7 separate regions of the Mus musculus genome follow, and all the other regions are linked to region 1. The links are chromatin contacts, called in public HiChIP or PLAC-seq, Micro-C and promoter capture Hi-C maps. All regions are on one chromosome and are shown on one strand. Each heading gives the region's core, a stretch centred on a gene start, on an enhancer-like site or on the middle of the called end of the contact. The rest is flanking DNA. Distances are from core to core; before and after follow the strand shown. Region 1 holds the start of Slc11a2 (solute carrier family 11 (proton-coupled divalent metal ion transporters), member 2). Region 2 holds the start of Bcdin3d (BCDIN3 domain containing). Region 3 holds the start of Racgap1 (Rac GTPase-activating protein 1). Region 4 holds the start of Asic1 (acid-sensing (proton-gated) ion channel 1). Region 5 holds the start of Acvrl1 (activin A receptor, type II-like 1). Region 6 holds the start of Cers5 (ceramide synthase 5). Region 7 holds the start of Lima1 (LIM domain and actin binding 1).

Evidence for each region. Promoter capture Hi-C pulls out the DNA fragments that hold promoters and counts their contacts. A called contact is a pair of places that touch in the nucleus more often than the background predicts. HiChIP or PLAC-seq counts read pairs in DNA pulled down with a chosen protein or histone mark. Capture Hi-C pulls out chosen DNA fragments and counts their contacts.
Region 2: an H3K4me3 HiChIP or PLAC-seq map of stem cell-derived neural progenitor cells shows a contact between it and region 1, with 6 times the contacts expected there. The contact joins the promoter of Bcdin3d here to the promoter of Slc11a2 in region 1. A contact is called at or near these places in 2 of 39 promoter capture datasets (hippocampal neurons and pre-B cells), 3 of 115 datasets of contacts at active chromatin or transcription factors (embryonic stem cells, pancreatic cancer cells and stem cell-derived neural progenitor cells) and 1 of 9 other capture datasets (liver).
Region 3: a promoter capture Hi-C map of liver shows a contact between it and region 1, with 2.4 times the contacts expected there. The contact joins the promoter of Racgap1 here to the promoter of Slc11a2 in region 1. A contact is called at or near these places in 1 of 484 Hi-C or Micro-C datasets (embryonic stem cells), 1 of 115 datasets of contacts at active chromatin or transcription factors (embryonic stem cells) and 2 of 9 other capture datasets (adipose tissue and liver).
Region 4: a contact with region 1 is called in a Micro-C map of embryonic stem cells. The contact joins the promoter of Asic1 here to the promoter of Slc11a2 in region 1. A contact is called at or near these places in 1 of 484 Hi-C or Micro-C datasets (embryonic stem cells) and 1 of 115 datasets of contacts at active chromatin or transcription factors (stem cell-derived neural progenitor cells).
Region 5: a contact with region 1 is called in an H3K27ac HiChIP or PLAC-seq map of embryonic stem cells, with 7 read pairs. The contact joins the promoter of Acvrl1 here to the promoter of Slc11a2 in region 1. A contact is called at or near these places in 1 of 39 promoter capture datasets (liver) and 2 of 115 datasets of contacts at active chromatin or transcription factors (bone marrow-derived macrophages and embryonic stem cells).
Region 6: a contact with region 1 is called in a promoter capture Hi-C map of liver, with 4 times the contacts expected there. The contact joins the promoter of Cers5 here to the promoter of Slc11a2 in region 1. A contact is called at or near these places in 4 of 39 promoter capture datasets (hippocampal neurons, liver and pre-B cells) and 2 of 484 Hi-C or Micro-C datasets (both in embryonic stem cells).
Region 7: a contact with region 1 is called in a promoter capture Hi-C map of pre-B cells, with 4 times the contacts expected there. The contact joins the promoter of Lima1 here to the promoter of Slc11a2 in region 1. A contact is called at or near these places in 1 of 39 promoter capture datasets (pre-B cells), 2 of 115 datasets of contacts at active chromatin or transcription factors (embryonic stem cells and stem cell-derived neural progenitor cells) and 1 of 9 other capture datasets (pancreatic islet).

What each region holds. Positions count from the first base shown.
Region 1 is chr15:100,421,733-100,424,381 of GRCm38.p6, reverse strand. Slc11a2 (solute carrier family 11 (proton-coupled divalent metal ion transporters), member 2) reads left to right here and starts at 1,327. Exons shown (of 17, transcript NM_008732.2): 1 at 1,327-1,420. It overlaps Gm5475 (predicted gene 5475), which reads right to left and starts at 1,189. Exons shown (of 3, transcript NR_040351.1): 1 at 138-1,189.
Region 2 is chr15:99,473,408-99,476,056 of GRCm38.p6, reverse strand. It overlaps Bcdin3d (BCDIN3 domain containing), which reads left to right and starts at 1,327. Exons shown (of 2, transcript NM_029236.2): 1 at 1,327-1,601. The coding sequence starts at 1,365.
Region 3 is chr15:99,650,306-99,652,954 of GRCm38.p6, reverse strand. It overlaps Racgap1 (Rac GTPase-activating protein 1), which reads left to right and starts at 1,299. Exons shown (of 17, transcript NM_001253808.1): 1 at 1,299-1,448.
Region 4 is chr15:99,669,040-99,671,688 of GRCm38.p6, reverse strand. It overlaps Asic1 (acid-sensing (proton-gated) ion channel 1), which reads right to left and starts at 1,312. Exons shown (of 12, transcript NM_009597.2): 1 at 795-1,312. Gm34880 (a long non-coding RNA gene) reads left to right here and starts at 1,833. Exons shown (of 4, transcript XR_875662.3): 1 at 1,833-2,281.
Region 5 is chr15:101,127,190-101,129,838 of GRCm38.p6, reverse strand. It overlaps Acvrl1 (activin A receptor, type II-like 1), which reads right to left and starts at 1,317. Exons shown (of 11, transcript NM_001277257.1): 1 at 1,256-1,317; 2 at 776-912.
Region 6 is chr15:99,771,225-99,773,873 of GRCm38.p6, reverse strand. It overlaps Cers5 (ceramide synthase 5), which reads left to right and starts at 1,359. Exons shown (of 10, transcript NM_028015.2): 1 at 1,359-1,691. The coding sequence starts at 1,495.
Region 7 is chr15:99,874,125-99,876,773 of GRCm38.p6, reverse strand. It overlaps Lima1 (LIM domain and actin binding 1), which reads left to right and starts at 1,318. Exons shown (of 11, transcript NM_001113545.1): 1 at 1,318-1,441.

The DNA of each region.
Region 1 (2,649 bases), core at 78-2,577:
CTTTTAACTCAATTAATTTTTACTAATAACTAGGAGTGGCAGAAATACAATTCCTCCTTCTCATGGCCGGTCAAAGATGAAATTTGATTATGCTTTGAAGGGTGCGGTTTGAAATTTTTCCCTCAGTGTTGACCTACCTTAAGTGTTCTCTCTAGCCAAGGGGAGGCGTACTCCTCTGCATATATAGAGGCTGCGCTGCTCTGAAAAGCCAAACCAGTCCTGCACCATGGGGAAGAAGCAGCCAAGGGCGGCAGCAGCTGCTCCCAACTGTGAGCTAAGTAAGTGGCCACAGCCCAGGGACGCTGGCCAGCCGAGGAGCACACCTGGACGCTGACACAAACAGATCTCGCCCCTTTCTTTTCTAGATGCAGCGGAAGGTCCCAGAAGAAAGGTTCTGGGCTCGAAGGCATTTAAGAAGCCTTTCTCCAACGCCACGGATGAGCTGGAGAGGCGGCCAAGATTAATTTGTAGTTTCTCTTCTTTCAGGTGACGATTCTGTATGAAGAGCAGCAGCCCCAGCCAGGGGCCTTTCTGTTTGCTTTTGCTGTCATTTTTTTTTTTTTTTTAAAGTTTCCATCTTTAGGGTTTACCCTTTCTTCCTATCTCCGTTCTTACCAAATAATGAACATTTCTCCCGGCAGTTTCTATATGAAGAAAACAGGGCTGTCATCTATACTGTTGTAGGGGAAATCGAGAAGTCCTTTTCGGTGGCAACTTGGGGCGGGGGGTTGTCAGGTCATAAAACTGCGAAGAGGTGAGGCTGAGGCCGGGGATGGAGTGGGACTGTTTTGGGGGCAGGCAGGATAAAATGTGTGGAGAAGAGACAGAGCCAGGTGGGATCACTGTGAGTCTTGGGAGTAGGACGACGGGTGCAGCCGAACTGGCTCCACTGGTCGAAGTTTCTCGGTTCCTCCCAGGCGTGGGGTGTTCTTGGCGCGTCAGTGGGCACCGAGCAGTGGCTCAAGAAGCTAATAGGGACTGCCATGGCGCCTTAGGATCGAGTGTAGCTGTTTCTCGGAGTTATCATCTCTTAGGAGGAAAAAGGCGTGTAGCTGCCTAAAAGGAAGTGGCGGGAACTATGACAAAAATGTATATGTCCCGAGCATTCCGGGGATGGGAGTTGCCAATATAAGAACGCCGAAGGTTTGAACTGCGAGGACCGTGGCGCGCCCGGCGGAATCACGCCTCCGGATCAGCCCCGCCCCCGCTCAGGCCCCGCCCCCAGGCAGCTCGGATGGGCGGAGCCTCCGTTCCCGGTCCGCCGGCCACGCAATCCCGCAGCTGCAGGAGTCCAGCCAATCAGGAGAGGGGGGCTCCCGCCCGGCCGGCCAATCACGGGAGGGCAGGAGGTTGACTGGGTCGCCGCTGGCTCCTGGGATATGGAGTCGCCGGCGCGGCGTGTGTGGAGGTGGCGGAGCCGGTAAGCCGGGGTGCTGGCAGGGTCAGGGGTTACGGCGGCCCGCTGTGCGCGGGCGTGCGAGGGGGCTCGGACGGCGACCTACGGGGCTGGAGCAGCCTGCGGGGAGGGCGCAGCGGCGAGCCCGGGGAGGGAACCCGGTATCCCGAGGAGACCGGGAGGGCTCCCGGCTCAGCATAGGCGCCGACGATCACGGGCCTCGGCTCTTCACCGCCACCCGGGACACCGGACCACCCTTCCGCGGCCGGCCGGCCGGGGGGTGCGACCGCAGTGCCCTCCCGGAGCCCCGGGTGCCCTGCAGCGCAGCGCCCTGTCAGCCCAGCGGCTGCGGGAGCTGCGCGGTCTGCCCGAAGGCCTCAGGCCTCGCGGTTGAGTGCTGCTCGGTTGTCCGGCTGTGTGTGCAGCCTGGGACCCTGCGCCTTCCAAGGCCTCGTTCAGGGACACTTGCACGCGATGGATACTCCCCTTCTCAGCGGCGTCCTAGGCCGGGTAGTTTGCAAACTCATTTGTTTGATATTCCACCTTTGGATTCTTTGTCCGTTTCTTGGATACATCATATTTGGAAGGGCATCCTCAGAAGTAGAGTTTCCGCTGTATAAAATGGAGACACTCGGTTATCCCTTGGTTTTCAACGGTGTGATTTAAGGCAGCAAAAGCAAAATATGGGAGAAGAGCTGGTGAGGGCCGGTGGGCATCCGAGAGCTTCCATGTGACCCGTGGGGAAACCACGGGAAACTGTCCACGTTGTCCACCGTGGCATTCTCCACCCTGACCAAGTCTCCTTACTTCTTGGCTGTGTTAACTTTTGGTTCAGGCTCCTTAAGCTTTCCTGCGGTCCACACTTAAAGGTGGGGTGGGGGGATGGGGTGGTGGTGGTGGTGGTGGTGAAGGTTGGGTCTGTCAGGGCTGTTGGTGTTGTTAGTTAATACAGGTAAAGTGCTTAGGGCAGTCTCCTGCTGACCGGTATTTTTTTTTTTTAAATTACTGCTTGCTTGTGCCTGCTGTTTCCTTAAAGACTTTAACCTTCTCAGTAGTCTTTGCCCTGAGTCCCCTGGGCTATTGCCAAAGGTCCTCCAGGCAAGGCTTTCTAGCCATACTGTTAGTCTGCAAGTGCATCTAATTACAGGTGAAGAGATGCAAGGTGCTGACAGTACCTTCTTACTCTTTGTCTTTTTGAGACTAGATCTGGCTACCTCTCGTTAACTGGCCTTGAACTTGCAGTGTAGACCAAA
Region 2 (2,649 bases), core at 78-2,577, 950 kb after region 1:
CCCCCATAGGCTCATATGTCTGAATAGTCACCAGAGGGTGGGACTCTTTGAAAGGATTAGGAGGTGTGGCCTTGTAGGAGGAAGTTTGTCACCTGAGGTGGGTTTTGAGGTTTCAGAAGCCCAGGCTAAGCCTGGACTCTCTTTTTGCCTATGGATCAGGGTCTAGCTCTCAGCTACTGCTTCCCACCATGATGATAATGGACTAAACCTCTGAAACTGTAGCAAGCCTCCAATTATTTTTTTAATGAGTTGCCATGGTTACCTGTCTCTCCACAGCAATAGAACAGAGACTAAGGGAGGCTGACTCCTCAGTCTCTCTCCTCACCAGCTTTCCCCACCCCAGACCACATTTAAAAAGCTTTTAAAGTATTACTATTTCCTAGCGTGTGTACACGTGTGTAGAGTCCAGAGGCGGATGGCAGGCATCTTCTTCGATCATTTCCCACCTTATCTTTTGAGACAGAATCTCTCAGTGGGCCTGGAGCACACACCAACGCAGCTAGGCTGGCTAGCCGGCAAACTTCAGAGATCTGCTAGTCTGGGATTACAGGCATACACCATTACACCCTGCTTTTTATGTGGGTGTTTGGGATCCGAACTCAGGTCCACGAGCTTACCCAGCAAGCATTTCCTGATTGAACCATTTTTACAGAGTTCGGCCCACTTTTGGTCTTAAGTTTATCTCAACACATCTCTTTCAATTTAACTCTGTTCTCCCATTTTCTTTCTTCCCCCAAACAGATACGGCTTAGTCACTTGCATCTTGTACAGTTTTCATTCAACAAGTATTTACTGAACAACCGTGCGCCAGGATTTATGATAAATATAGGAGGTTCACAGCTGAAAAGTATCAATGTAGCAACTCCATCCTCTGGAATGAAGTCTATAGTTACTATGTCTGTCGGTCCCCTTGTGGCACCTTAAGTGTTCTAGAGCTTCCAGCTACGTTTTCTAAACCAGGCTCAAGTTCCTGTGTCAGTGCATTGTTGTGTGACCCCGTCACAGGCCCCACACACACACATACTCCCCAGACAAGGAATCCCCCTTCCTTACAGCTCACTTTGTGTATCTGAAAAGAAAGAAACTTGGACCAACTTCACTTTCAAGACCCCCACAAACTCCTTGCTTTGGTCAGTGGCCCAAGGTTCAACTCAAGTTGGGCAAGTCCGTTAAGTAAGAGGGGACGATCACGGCCTCCAATAGGATACCGAAAGCCCCGACTAGGCACTGGGGTCTTCTCACCTACCTAAACTCACCTTCTTTCAGACCTCTACCCTAGGCGCATGCGCGCTGGCGCTGCGCTCGCCCCCTCCCTCCGCGGGCTCCAGACTTCCGGTTCCGCCCCAACCGAGGGACAGAGCGTGATGGCCGCAGACGGGACATTGTCAAGAGGGGGCGTTGGAGAGGCTGTGGAGGAAGAGCATCCGGGGGCTCTGGAACCCGGGGCCGCCCCGTTCGGAAATTTCCCTCATTATTCCCGCTTCCACCCTCCCGAGCAAAGGCTCCGCCTTCTGCCCCCGGAGCTTCTTCGGCAGCTCTTCCCTCCCGAGGGTCCCGAGAAGAGGCCGATCCTAGGGCTCGACGTGGGGTGTAACTCCGGGGTGAGTGACGCGGCAGGGATCGGAGCGCCGGGAGCCCAGCGATGGTCAGCCTCCGCGTCCTCCGTGGTGCTGGCCTGGGCGTGGCATCAAAACTCAAAGCCCAGAGTGGGCTTTTAAAGTATAGCCTTGACAGACACGTGCACGTCCCAGCCCTCCCTTTGGGGCCCCACGGCCGAGTGAGGAATTTTGAGCAATCCACAACTCATTCCAAAAATTCCCGCCAGACCGCTGGGGAGGAGGACCGTCTGATCTGGACTTCCGGCGTTTGCCTCCTCTCTTGCTTTGCTGGTCTTCTTGGCTGGGGAACGGGGATCCCCTTCCCTTCCCCCCCCCAAAAAATCTGGGAATCCTGATTCCTAAAAGATAAGAGCCAGGGTGACGTAATCACGGCTGAAACTTAAGGCTGTAGATATACAGTGCAAGACAGACCTGGAGCCAGATCCTTATTTACTTGTGCTAACAGAGTACAACGGTGAACAGTAGAGAGGGATCAAGAAAGAAAATAGATCATCCGGCCAGAGGAGGAAGCCTTAACCACCTTTCCCACCGCAGAGTGTTTTCAGACATGTAATGATTAGAGTCAAACCGCAGCAAAAATAAGGAAATAACAGTCTCGCCTATTTGTAGCTAGTTAGTGGATGTCCCAGTGAAGCGGGCAGTTTTATCCAACATTACAAATGGTTAGGACCCTCCGCCATTCGCTCCACATTCCATCACCAGAGTCCAGGGATAGACCTTTTGCCCACGTGTAATTCTAGCTCTCAGAAGACAAGCATTCCCACAAGTCTGAAGCTAGCCTAGGCTACTAAGACCATGTTTCCAAAAACGACAAAAAAGAGACATTGGTGGGTGGTGAAGACCTTTGAGGGTCTCAGTTGAGGAGAGCTTTTGGTTATAGACTACAGTAACCAGCTGGGTGTGTGTCCCTGTAAACGTGTCACCGTGGTATAGGAAACCAGCAGAAAAACAGAAAAGAAAAACATTTTTAAAAAAAAGATTTTAAAATTGTAAACAGTATATACAGAGCCACAGTAGAAAGGACACGGTT
Region 3 (2,649 bases), core at 50-2,549, 770 kb after region 1:
GCTAAGAGTAGCTTGGTGCACTTCAGGACCTGTAGACAGGAGGGAGTCAGGAGGGGCAGCTGGAGAGCCCGGAAGCCCAGGTTAGGGGAGCCCTGTTAAAGACCCTGATCTTTTTTTAAGGAGGAGAAGTGAAACGGTTAATGGTTTTCAGCAAGGAAGAGCCATGGTTGGATCTGATTTTTTGTTTGTTTTAGGCTGGTGTGAAACTAAGTAGCAGAGGCTGGTCTTAATCCCTCAGCCTCCACGCCCTAAGTGCTGGGGTTTCGGGTGTGTGCCACCACACCCACCCAGAACTGCCTTTGAAAATACCACGGTTGTAAAGAGTTCGAGGAAGGGCTCAGTTCCCTTGGTGGTTAGACTTCTGAGGCAGGCCAGGCTGGCCTTGAACTTACAGAAATCTGCTTCTGCTGTGCTGGGGTTAAAGGGGTGTACCTGGATCACTGTTTCTAGTAAACTCTAGCTAGCCAGTATTTTGTCAAGTTGCTAGTAGCCACACCTACCAGTAATTAGTAAATTCAGGAAGGAAGGGACACCAACACAGAGACATAACAAAAAAAGGAACAGAAACATTGGGAACACACTAATAGATTAAGATGAATAGTTTGCTGGTGTACGTAAAAGGCATTTCTGATGTTGGGTCCAGATCTTTCAAAGTTTCAAAGCCTCTGTACCAATACGACGCCAAATTTTAAGTGCCACTTATTAAATGGAATTATAACACTTCATTTTGCATTTCTATTTGTTTTCTTGAGCTGTCTTCCCCCATTCATAGCTACTGGAAAGCAGAGACCACATGATCGGTATTTTTTTCTGATTCCTAGCAGAGTGCTTGCTATGAAGTTGGCATACTTACTGTGCATCAAATAGAAGTCTGAATGAATGCGTGAATGAATGGAGGGATAATTATAGCTCAGTAAATATGGTTAAAATGATTGCTGCTCTGTCTCCTTCTGGAATTCTTCCTATTCTACAGTGAGACCCGAAAACTATTCAGTTATTAGTTTCCAAGGGTCCTATTTGACTGCGTGGGGAAACAGGAGGCAAGAAATAATATGCAATTAGTCAACAGGTCATTAGGATAATTGCAAGAAAGGAAGCTGGAGCCTGGAATGTGAGTCCTACACGGGCCACGAAACACCCACTACTCCCGCAAAATTGTGTGTGTGCCCTTAGTCAAAATGGCCGCCTTTCGGGCGTCTCGCTAATGTAATGCGCATGCCCATTCCGTTTTGCGCCCGCCCCCTGGCCCTGACACTTGCGTCTTCGTGATTATGAGCTCCTCTGTGATTGGCTGGTGCGTGATTTTGAACCGGATCTGGCGGCGCGGTTTTACACTGCCGTTAGTGAGGCGCGTCGCTGGTAGACAGCAGCCCTCCTGGGGCGCGGCGGCCGGAGAGTGAGCGCCGCGGGCCGGACGGGGTTGCGTGTGCGCGGGGCCGGGAGCCTCGGTAAGCCGGTCGAGGTCGCGAGCGAGCGAGCGAGCGGGCGGCGGGGAGGCGGGCGAGGGGAGGGGGCGGCGGGACCCGGCTGCTCTCGGCGTGGCGCTCCTTGCAAAGTCGGGGCGTCCTTTTGAGGCGTGGCCGGCCGGGTGCGGGTGTGGTTCCCTCAAGGTGGTCTTGGCGAGCCCCAGTGCCGGGCGTGGGAATGGCGGGGAGAGCCCCCTCATACCCTTTTCCGAGGAACAGTCTCTTTTGAGGGAGAAATCAGGTGTTTGGGGAACCCGGCGGCCTGACGTGGAGAGCCTCTACCTTCTAGGCTGTCTCCCACAAGGCTCATTAGAACATCCCTAGTTGTGGAGAGTTGGAATGTTGCAAATTCGGAGCCTATCTCGGGTGATTTTTTTTTTCCAGGCCCCCCCCCCTTTTAATAATTTATTGCCCACCTCTGTCACTGACCTACCTACTGTTCTGTGATTTGCATGTGAAACCCTTTGGGGTGTATTAATTTATATGAACAGCTTCCACCAACAGAAAAGCTAAGACTTGTTCTTAACTATAAAACGTAGTGAGAATGGTTATATCACAACGTAGTATTTTGGTATTCTGGATTCATGTTCACTAGCCAGGGTCACTTATATTTGGCTCACTCATTTCCCTTGGAATGAGAGCTTTGTTTTTGTGCCTCAGAAAGAGAGGAAGAAAGAGAGGAAGAGGGGGAGAGACTGACTGCAGTACTCCCAATAGTGTATCGGAAGGTTATTGGATTTACTGTTTACCTTTTAAAGTTCTATCACTCCTAAATAAACTGGACTCCGTGTATGTGTGGTAGTGTCTTATGTAGCCCAGGCTGGCCTCTTGTAGCCAAGGATAACCTTGGACTTCTGAGCCTCCTGTCCTTGGAGTGCTGGGATTACAGGCATTACAGGATAACTTGGAGATTACATGTGTGATCTGCCATTCTCAGTATTTGCTGTGTTGAGGACAGAAACCAGGGGCTTGTCATGCTAGAGAGACATGGTATCAGCTGAGCTACAGGCCAGCACAATTGTACATGTAATTTCACGTAAGACTGTCTTCTACTAACCTTTAAAACCTCTGTGGACTGATGAGGCTGCATGTCAGGCTGCCAGGGTGCAGTAAAGATAGGGACTCTTATGCTGTGTTAGACTTCAGTGCTGTCTGCTGGTCAACTTGGCTTTTGGGTTGATGA
Region 4 (2,649 bases), core at 63-2,562, 750 kb after region 1:
CGGAGGTCACTGCTTGTCCAAGGGAAGACTTCCCTGACATGCAGGCTCCAAAGGTGGCTTGAACGAGGGACCATCCAAGATGACAGTCATTAAAACATAGAGGCTTGGAGGGGGGGGTCAGCTCGGGTCGAGAGAATGGTCTGCAAGCTTCCCAGACTATGGGGGACCCCAGATACAGCCACTAGAGTGAAGGAGGGAAGTCCCTGATGCACCCACAGGCAGGCATGGGAGTTCCCTCCAGATGTGAGGTCACTCTGGGACAGGAATATCTACCCCAGCCAAGATCAAACTCCCCATAATGGGCTGAACCAGGGGTCAGGGGCTCTTCTCTTGATCAAGGGTATCCCCAGGAACAGGCTGTCACCTCAGGAGCTAAACCAGGGCCACCTCTCCGGAGGTGGGCACATCTGGGGAGGGGCCCTGCCTGTATCCTCACCTTCTGTGTCTCCAGTTCTCAAACAAGCACAGGCATAGGCGCAGGCTGTGTGTGTATGTGTGTGTGTGTGTGTGTGTGTGTGTGTGTGTGTGTGTTTGGGAGAGGATGGTAGGCTGCCTGAGGTGGATGTAGGAATGGGGGGGGGGGGCGCGGTTCCCTATGACAGCCAGTTATCCCCGCCCCGAACGCACCCCCTCCAGTCCAGCTTCTCGTCGCAGTCATATTCCCGGCTCGGCCCCCCGCCCCCTCCCCATCCGCCGAGCCTCCCCAGAAGCTGGAGAAAGCTACAGTGGAGGAGAGTCTCGGCTTTGGGGCACCAGGAAGCCCGGGGCCCAAGGCAGCGGGGTCGGAAACCCACCTGAGGGGGCTGGGGAAAGCCGGCCGCCGCTGCAGGTCCTGGGGCGCGAGGCGGTCCGTGGGCTCAGCGCCGCGCGGCGGAGGGGCTCATGGCCCGGAGCCCGAGCCGCCGGCTGCCGCGGCACCCGCGTAGAGCCCTGCAGGGAGCGGCCCGCTCGGCCAGCTCGGCTCAGCTCGGTCCGCCGCCCGCGCGCGCTTGCTCGCTCGGCTTGGTCCGCCCGGGGCTCGGCGCGCTGGCGCTGCGCGGTGCTCTCAGCCCCGGGATCTGCAGGGATCCATCGTCCGGCCGGGAGGCGGCGGGAGGGGAGGAGGAGGGGAAAGGGTGCGCGTGCGCGCCTACGAGTGTCTGCGAGGGTGTCTCTGGGCCGGTGTGCGCGGGGGGCCCCCGGCCCGGGAGCGGAACCGAGGGCTCCCCCCGCTGGCTCGCCTCCTCCCGCCGCTCTCAGCAGAGCTGCCTCGTTCGGATCCCGGAGCCGGCTCCGCTCTCTGCTTGCGAGGCCCTGTGGCTTGTGTGTGTGTGCGCGTGTGTGTGCGTGTGTGACTATGGGGTGTGTGTGTGTGCACGCGCACGTGTGCGCGCAGGAAGGAGGGTGTCTGCCCCCAGCGTCCCCCTCCCCACGTTGTCTCCTTCGGATCGAAGCTCCTGCTTCTTGCTGCTGCTGCTTCCTCTGATGGCACATGCACACGTGTACACACACACACACACACACACACACACACTCCGAGTCACAGTCACACTTGACTGATTCAAGCATTTGCCTGTGTGGAGATACAGGCACATTCAGACCGGAGTCTTACCTTGCCACTCAGCCATCCACACATCACATACACCTACACATCCCTGAAGCCTGACCCTCACACGAGCACTTACCTGTTTGTACACATTCACTCACCTGCTCTTATTCCTGCTTCCCACCTTCATGTGACCCACACACATGCACATATATAAATACCCTTGGCCACCCAGACCCCATTTGTATATCAGTGGATTTCTTAAGCAGCCCGTGTGCAAGTGCCTCATTGGCAGATCTATAAAGCAGAGAGGAACAGAGAGAAGAAAAGAGACATGGCCAGAAGTGAGGGCAGATGGGGCAGAAGTAGGGAAAAAGAAAAAGATACAAAATGAAGGCTGCAAGGAGGAGTGTGTTCTGGGATGGACCAGAAATCTGAGTCCTGAAACCTGGAGGCTGCTCCTGTAGCTGTCACCTCTCTCCTTCCCTCCCTCTTTCTTTCTCCGAGGCCTTGGGGGGGGGGCCCTCCCTATCCAATTAGCAGAGAAGGAGCAATCAAGGGGAAGTTGTTAATTTGCTGATGCTCATTAGGAGCTCTTAACACAGAGGCTGTTGAGGTCTGATGGTGTCAGATGATGGTGTGGTGTGTGTGTGTGTGTGTGTGTGTGTGTGTGTGTGTGTGATGCAAGATCAGAATTATATCCATTGCAGCTCCTTTGCTCCACTTACAGGCTGGTGAAGCTCTGAGAGAAGGAAGGTGAGAAGCAGGTCTCAGGGACATGGTTCTGGGTTTGAGTTTGAGGAATGAACCTGACATAGAGGGAAGAAGCTGATGAGAATTTGTGAGGGGTTGGGAGTAAGAGGTACCCTAGAAACCAGTGAAGATGTCTCTCCAGGGATAGGGGTTTAGGTCTGGTGAGAGATTGAGGTCCATTCAGCAGGACCCAGAGCGCCAAGCTGCCAAAATAAAGATAGTATCTCGCCTTCCGGCTGGGGAGCTGTCCAACGGCACAAGCGCTGCTGGTGGGCTGCCATGCCCCTGGGCAGCCACCAGGTGACAGCACTCTCTCGGATACTTAAACTCCACTTAAAGGGCAATGGGGGAGGCGGCCTGTGAAACTAGGA
Region 5 (2,649 bases), core at 68-2,567, 710 kb before region 1:
AGCTGGGCACAGTTATCTCCCATCTGATAGGCTGTGTGAGCAAAACCACCCACAACAAAGAAGGATAATTGTGAAGACAGGTGGGGGGCCAGCTAGAGTGGTGAGGATCCAGAGAGGAAAGACCCTAGACAGACCCCCTAGACAGACTGACCCTGGAGGGTCAGAGAGGGGGCCGAACTCATCCAGAAGTTGCTCGTGAGCAGGGGAATGTGTCCTTCAAAGGAAGACCTAAGAAAGCAGAGCTGTTCTCTGCAGGGCTGACTGACTGCCTGGATCTCAGCCTGGGGGAGGGCCAGGAGTCCCTAAAGGGGAATGTCAAGGACACCCACGGCAGGGGAATTCTGTGACCCTATAGAGATAAGGATTGGGGTGCCAGGTTAAGTGGTCTCTATGAGGAGGTTCCGCAAGGGAAGTCGCTCCTATGTCAACAGAGCACCCTGGAGCTCAGGAGGGAAGAATCTTTCAGTCCCGTTTTACCTTTATAGATAAGGGTAGAAGAGTTAATCTCGGCAGGGAAGAGAAGCTAAAGGCCTCAGGATACCTAGCAAAAAAAGTTTTTTGATTCCCCATCCGTGCTCGACCCGCCCCCTTCCACGCTCAGGTCGGGGTAGCAGGGAGGTGTGTGTCCACAACCAGGGGACTGCTGACTGTCTTGCCCGGCTAAAACTGACCCTGCCACGCGCCGTCTGAGAGGTCTTTGAGATCCACATAAAGAAGGGTCCCCCTGAGACCAGGGACAGGTCTCCCTGCCCGGCCCAGCGGCACTCCGACTCACCTTTGGACAGGGCGACTCGACCCCCGCCTCTCCTTGCCGGAGGCGGCCGGGGTCTCACGTCCAGAGCCGGCCTGTGGGGCCGGGAAAGGTCTCGATCTGCGCGGCTGGCGCGGCGGCCTCCGGGGACTGGGAAGGGGCTGGAGCAAAATGTTTCTTATTCTAGCTTCTTCCTGCCTGGCCCGGCTCCACCACTCCCTCCTAATAACTCGTTTCCTATTGCCCAGTACGCCTCCCAGCAGCAGGGCTCGGCTCTAGAGGGCTGCAGACCGAGTGCGACCACCCCAGCCCCTCCCTGCCACGAAGGGACAGGCTTCGAACCCAGGCATTGGGGTCCCGTGCGTCCTGGGTAGGAACGTAGGGACTGAGCTAGCTGCGGAAGCGTCGCTCTAGGCCAGGAGAGGGTAGCCTGCACCCAGAGGCAGAAATCTAGATTCGTGAGGGCTTCAGGGAGGGACCCGCGTGAGGTAGCAGCCAACTTACCTGTGCTCACTCCTAAGGAACAGCGCTAAGAAAGCTGAGTTTGGGCTGGGAGTGTCTGCTCCAGAGTTGGCTCCGCCCTTTGGATTCTCCAGTTGGCTTAAATCTTTTTGCCTCCAAATTCCAGCCCTTCACCCTTAATACTTTTGTTCCCTTCCGTTGTCCACAGTGCTGGCCATCAACGCTCAGCCTCGGGCTAAAGAAACCTAGATAGGTCCGTTCTGAGTCAGTCTGGTCTGTGCACCTCAAGGCTTGACAGTTAGTTGTTCCTCTCCCTCAGGTCAGGGGTGGCCAGAATAGAGGGAAAGGCCACCTTGTCTTTTCTGTTCAGCCGTGTCCTTTTTGTCTAGCCGGGCTGGGACCCCAACCACGGGATGGGGGCGGGGCACAACTACCAGATGGGGAGCTTTAGAATTTGGGGCATGGAACCTTGTGAGGCTGGGACCTGCGGCTGGGGAGTTGGGCAGAGGGCTCGGGATGGGGAAGACAGGACACTCTTCCTCTTCCTGATCGGCAGTACAGGCTGGGACTGGGTGAAAATCTATGCTTTCCTGGGCAGGACTTGAGTTTTACTCTTAGCCTTGTGAATATCCTTGTGGGGGACCTTGAAGTAGTTCCACCAGCTGGGAATCCAGGCTAGTTGCTGTGACCCCACTAACACCTCCAGGGGCTTCAACCCCCCCCCCCCCCCCCCGCTACTAATGAGCATAGTGTTCCATCTTTCAAACGGTAAAAGATGGTGCCTATCTAAGTTCCTCAAGGAAGGAGTTTGTCGGCTAATATTTGAGAAGGCTAGGGAAGGGGTGGCCCTAGCCCAGTGGGAGAACACAGAAGCAATCTCTAAGGTGTCATGCCTGTCATGTAGATTTTGCAAGATGGGACAGAGGTGCCCTATCCTTTGGCAAGGATAGAGGCTGGGGGAGAGAAAGGCGGGAGGCTCCCACTGGTCTTACTTCCTCTGCTGAGCTCCACATGCTAGCAGCTTCTTGAATTGTGAGCCCCATGACCTTCCAGAGCCCCGGCTCAACCAAATTTCAGGGTCAGGACAGACCATGTCTTGCAGTACTATGGATTACAGTATCTGCTTTTCCAGATTGTGGTGGTCGCTTTGTTACACTCTATAGAACAGGGAGCTTGGATACATGACCATCTTCACACCCACTCTTCCTCCCACATGCCATGGCTTCCGGTAAGCCTTTCATTCTCCAGCCGGCGGCTCTCTGTCTTGAGTGGGACAGGACCCATGGGACCTCTGCAGCCCAAGTCTAAGGTCCGCCTCCTTGGGAAGGGGCAGATAGGGGACCATGGGTAAGGTCAGGAGCTGGGAAGTGGCTGAGGGGGTCAGTGGGGACTGAAGAGTTTCTGTGGGCAGGCCTGTGAAGTAAGACGGAGAGAAG
Region 6 (2,649 bases), core at 110-2,609, 650 kb after region 1:
ATCTGATCCCCTCTTCTGGGGGTGTCTGAAGATAGCTACAGTGTACTTACATATAATAAATAAATAGGCCAAAGCGATCTGGGCCCAAGCGGGCTGGAAACAATAAATAAATAAAAAAATAAAGTTGAGGTGGTTTGTAAGATAAGGAAATGAGAGTTCTGGAGTCTAAGTATTTTCTTTCTTTTTTTTTTAAGATTTATTTATTTATTATATCTAAGTATACTGTAGCTATCTTCAGACACTACAGAAGAGGGAGTCAGATCTCATTACAGATGGTTGTGAGCCACCATGTGGTTGCTGGGATTTGAACTCCAGACCTTCGGAAGAGCAGTCGGGTGCTCTTACCCACTGAGACATCTCACCAGCCCCTCTAATTATTTTCTAATTACAGCTGTTGGTCTATATGACTTTGGGCAAACTATTCTGCCTCTTTGGACTTCAGTTTATTCCTTCATAAACTGCTACATGACAGATGTCATTAAAACTAGCGGTCATTTATTTTCCTTTTGCCTTGTTGCTTTTTTTTCCCCCCATTACCTTCTGCCTCAAGAGGGGAGAGGAGGAACCTTTTGTCCTGTACTGTATGCAAACTGGTCTTAAAAGGAAGGGACAATTCTCTCCCTTTGGTCACCCAAGTGCGGAGCCGTCAGCTGTGAAACACTACCTCCCACAGACACTCAAAAGGGAATGGGGGTGGGATGGGGAGGTCTCATGAAGTTCATTTTGGCCCTGAACTTGCAGAGAACGACCCTGAGCCCCAAGTGGGATTACAGTGGAGGCTGGAATTACAGGCTTTTAATGTAAAGATATTTCAAAGCCTTGTGTTTTCTCTGAGAAAAAGTGAAGGTAACTTTTAAGGCCTAAAGCCAAGGAGGGGGGTGGAGATCAAGGAAGTGCAAAAAAGGAGAAGGAGGAGTAGGAGGAGGAGTATGAGGAGGAGGAGGAGGAGGAGGAGGAGGAGGAGGGGGAGGAGGAGGAGGAGGAGGAATCAACTAGGATGAACAGCACAGCCGGCTGGCTGGGACACCGGGACTGTAAGTGATGATCAGGAACGTATAGCCGGGCCGGGAGCCAGAAAGAACTTGAATCTGCTGGACTAGGAAGAGTGTTTCCAAAAGGGAGAAACTAGCCTGAGGTAGGGGTGTGACCATGGTGATGTCGAACCTGCTGAAAGAAACTGGGCGTGGCTCGGGCTGCAGGTGAGGGGCGTGACCAGGACAGGTGGGCGTGGCCAAGAAGAAATGGGCACGCGGGGCGAGGCCGGGACCCACATGAGGGGCCTGGGCTGCTGCGACGGAGAAGTGGGCGGGAAGGCGGGATGGGCGGGGAGGAGGCCATCCTTGCGGGAGAGGCGGGCTGGGCGGCTGGGAGGACCCAGGGACGGAAGAGGGTGGCCGTAGGCCGGGCCCCGCCTCGGGGCCGCCTCCCAGCGGGTTCCTTTTGCCTTGACTGCCTCCGAGGCTGTGGCGGCAGTGGCCGCCGGGCGCGCGTAAGATGGCGACTGCAGCAGCGGAAACCCTGGGCCTCCTGTGGGGTTGGCTGTGGAGCGAGAGCTTCTGGCTGCCTCAGAACGTGAGCTGGGCGGACCTGGAGGGCCCGGGCGACGGCTACGGCTACCCGCGCGCCCAGCACGTGCTGTCGGTGTTCCCGCTGGCAGTGTGCATCTTCTCCGTGAGGATGCTGTTTGAGCGGTGAGCGTTGCTGCGCGGGGCCGGGGATGGCGGGGGGTAGGGGCGGGACGCCTGGGCCGGAGACCGAGGGCCGGAAGCCGAGGCGGCGGGGCGGGGGAGCCGGGGAGCCCGGGCCGCGGCGGGGATGCTCGGAGCCCGGCGACGCGCCCCTGGAGCCTGCGTGCGCGCAGACCGCGCGAGTCTAGGGTGTGGGCGAGTGAGAGAGAATCGAGGGGAGTGCTGGGCCTCAGAAGTGCAGATCACAGAGTCGCATGGAGCTCTCGAAGGCTGCCTCCCAATCTCCAGGAACCCAAGAGTGAGTCGTGCTCCCGCAGTGCCCGGCGAGAGGAACGGGAAGGGCCTGGGAGAACCAGAATTAGCTGGGGTCCTGGAAGCTTGTGGGTTCAGTGCAAGCGCCAGAGCTTCCGAGCGACGTAGGTGGATGCATGAGATGTAATGTTTGCTAAAGTTACTTTACTTCTGGGGTTTGAAACAACAGGATCAGTTAGGCCCCAAGCCCTGATTTGTTAGCGCGTGAACGTGTTAGTATGACAGCAGACGTCTGGCTAGGATAGGGTGTGGTGAAGCCTGAGGCTTCCAACATTTGGGGAAGGTGTCAAGAGGAACTGCTGAACGGGCCTTGGAAGCCTGAGATGGGAGAAGTGGTCATTTTGAAGGCGATGGAGCCTGAGACTTTATTGGAAACAGCTTTGTGAACCAGCTTCTAAGGTGGTAGTATTCACAACATACTTTGCCCAGCTACATGCTCTGGGCAGAAGATCCCCCCCACCCCACCCCCACCCCGTTCTTCAAAGGGCTAGTCTTATCTGCTGCCAAAAAGACACTGTTCTTCAAGGATCTGATGCGATCTGTAATGAGGATCAATCATAGCTGTGTTTTTGATAAAGCTTACTCAAACTCCAAGGAAGTACTTTCCTCGTAGGCAGAGACGCCTTCTGTAAAAACCTTATCTAGAACA
Region 7 (2,649 bases), core at 69-2,568, 550 kb after region 1:
TTCGAATAAAGTTAATTTGCTTCTTTAGTACATTTATCCAGAAATCAGTCTAGGTTAGATTTTTGAATGATATTCTATCCTTGGTGAATGGCTCAATTCCTTAAAACTTGTTCATCAACAGCTTTTTGTAGGTTTCTTGTTTTGTTCCTTTTGGGTTATTCTCACTCTGTAACACTGGACATCCAGGGACTCAAGGCAACCATCCTACCTCAGTTGCCAGGATAAAGGCCACATGTCCTGTGCCCTTTGCCAGTGACTGCTTTAGGAGTTGAACAAATCTTTCTACCACTGGCCCTTATGATACTAATCAACACTCACATGAAAAGCCTCAGAATTCCTTTCGTTTGGTATGTCACTAGACCTCAGGAAAGGATACTATCAAAAGGCTTCGTGCAGAGAGGAATGGTGGTGGAGCCAAGAATCTGAGGGCTGGATGGCCACATGCTATGTCTCCTCATGATCTATTCAGACCCTCACATTCCTAGTGCAGAAACAGAAACAGGTCTTGCAGACACTGTTGAGAAGTGCAAGCCCACTCTAGGGTGTGTGCTACTACCCTTCTCTTAGAGCCTCTTTTAAAAAAGACTTTTATTTAATCTTATTAGTATGTATATGTGTGTGAGTGTGTGATGTGTGTGCAGTTCCTCACGGACGCCAGAAAATGGTATCAGGTTCCCCAGGTGCTGGAGTTACGGGCAGTTTTGTGAGCCAACAGCTCAAAGATCACTTCAGCTACACTGTGAGTTCCAGGCTAATCTCAGCTACATGTGATGACCCTCCTCTGTCTCAAAAGAAAATGAAGGAAAACCACCCGTTGTTGAAAAAAACAAAAAACCAAAAACCAAACAAACAAAACCCATAGCTCTTGGAGAACTTGGACACCACCTACTCTTATCTAATCCTATCCTTTCCTGAGGAAACTCAGGTCCACTGAGGTGAAGTGATCCAATGTAGTCTGAGCCAGGCCTCTTTGGCAGCTCTTTGCAGCACAGGGCATGGCCTCTCTTAAAATACCTTTCCACAGAACTTACCCCGACAGCACCAGGAACTTCCCTGAAGTTGCACTTAGACCAGATTTCTGGGTGAGTCTCAGATCAAACTGCTGCAATCTCTAGTCAGAGAGAGATAGGGTGAGCCAGAAAGGGGACACGACCAAGTTGGAGGCTGACACAGGAGCCACGCCTCCTGCAACACCACCGCTACTAGGGCGACGCTCCGGTCACGAGTTGAACACGCCGCCGGGAGCGAGCACGTTCGCTCCAAGGCCGCGCGGGAGGCGGGAGACGGGCGCGCCTCCGCGGCAGGGGGCGGGGCTCTGAGCGGGGCCGGGGCGGGGCCGCGGAGCTGAAGGTGCTGCAGCCCAGTTGCGACAGGTGCGCTGGGCAGACAGAGCGCAGGACCGTGGCCGTGCAGCGCCGAGCCCCGACGGCTTTCTAGTCAGGTAAGCGCTTCCTCTCGCCTCGCCCTCCGCAGCCTGCATGCGCGCGGAGACCCTGCTGAGCCCCGCACTCTCCCCGCGTATTTTGAGGCGGTGGGTAGCAGGAGCAGGAGGCTCACCCCTTGGGGTCCACGTTGGAGGAGCCTCCCATGCTCCGCCCTCCCTTCTGGGAAGTCCAAGGGACTGAGACTTCGCTGCCTGGGCCCCTGGTCTCGCACGGGATGGAGGGAAAGTGGCATTTCATCAAAAGTTAAAACACCCTCTTAGGGAGGTAATCCTGCCACTCTTTCCTTCTTCCACGCGGCCGTTCCTTTTCCAATTTTTCTCCCGTCCATTCCTCCAGATGAACTCTGGTTAAGACTTAACATCCTTCCGAACAGTTCCTACTTGCTGTGTCCTTCCCAAATCGCTATGGTGTACTTGAGCTGGGATCCACTGCTCACTCGCATCCGTAGGTGTTAATATTAGGTAACTGTACACCCCTGGCCACACACACTGGAGCTCGAAGTCGTGGGTGCTAGGAGCGAACCATCTGGCACCCGTCCTAGCCTTCTTATTGGTGCTCACAACAATGAGTTTAGCTGATCCTGGTGAGAGATACTGATCTGCTATTGTCTTGCAACTAATTCCAGCTCTCAAAAATCTGCCTAATCCAAATGGTTCTGTTGACTTTGCAAGTTAGCCGAAGACTGTGAGGTTATGTTTTTAAGACGTTGACCTTTGGAGGGCAGATCATCCTTGGCACGGAAGTGGGTGAGTGGGCTACTTTGTATCTACATAGTTACTGGTACAAATACCTAGTCCAGTTAGTCTATGGACGACCAAGTGTGATCATGTTTAGACAGCCTTCAAAAAGCTATAGAGTTAGCAGGAAAGAACAACTCCTCCTCAGTCGTTGTCTTCTCCTCCTCCTCTCCCTCCTTTTTCTTCTTCTCTTCCTCTTTCTGCTTCTTCAGAGAATCCCTGACTAGCCTTGAGCTGGCTATCTAGCTTTGGCTGCCTGAAATATGGCTGCCTCTGCATCTTGAATGTTAGGATTAAAGGTGTGCTCCACTGTCCCTGACCTTCAATATATATATATATATATATATATATATATATATATATATATATATATATATATATATATATATATATATATATATATATATATATATATATTTTAAAAATTACCATTTGTGTGATGTGTGTGCATGAATACCAGCCATCGT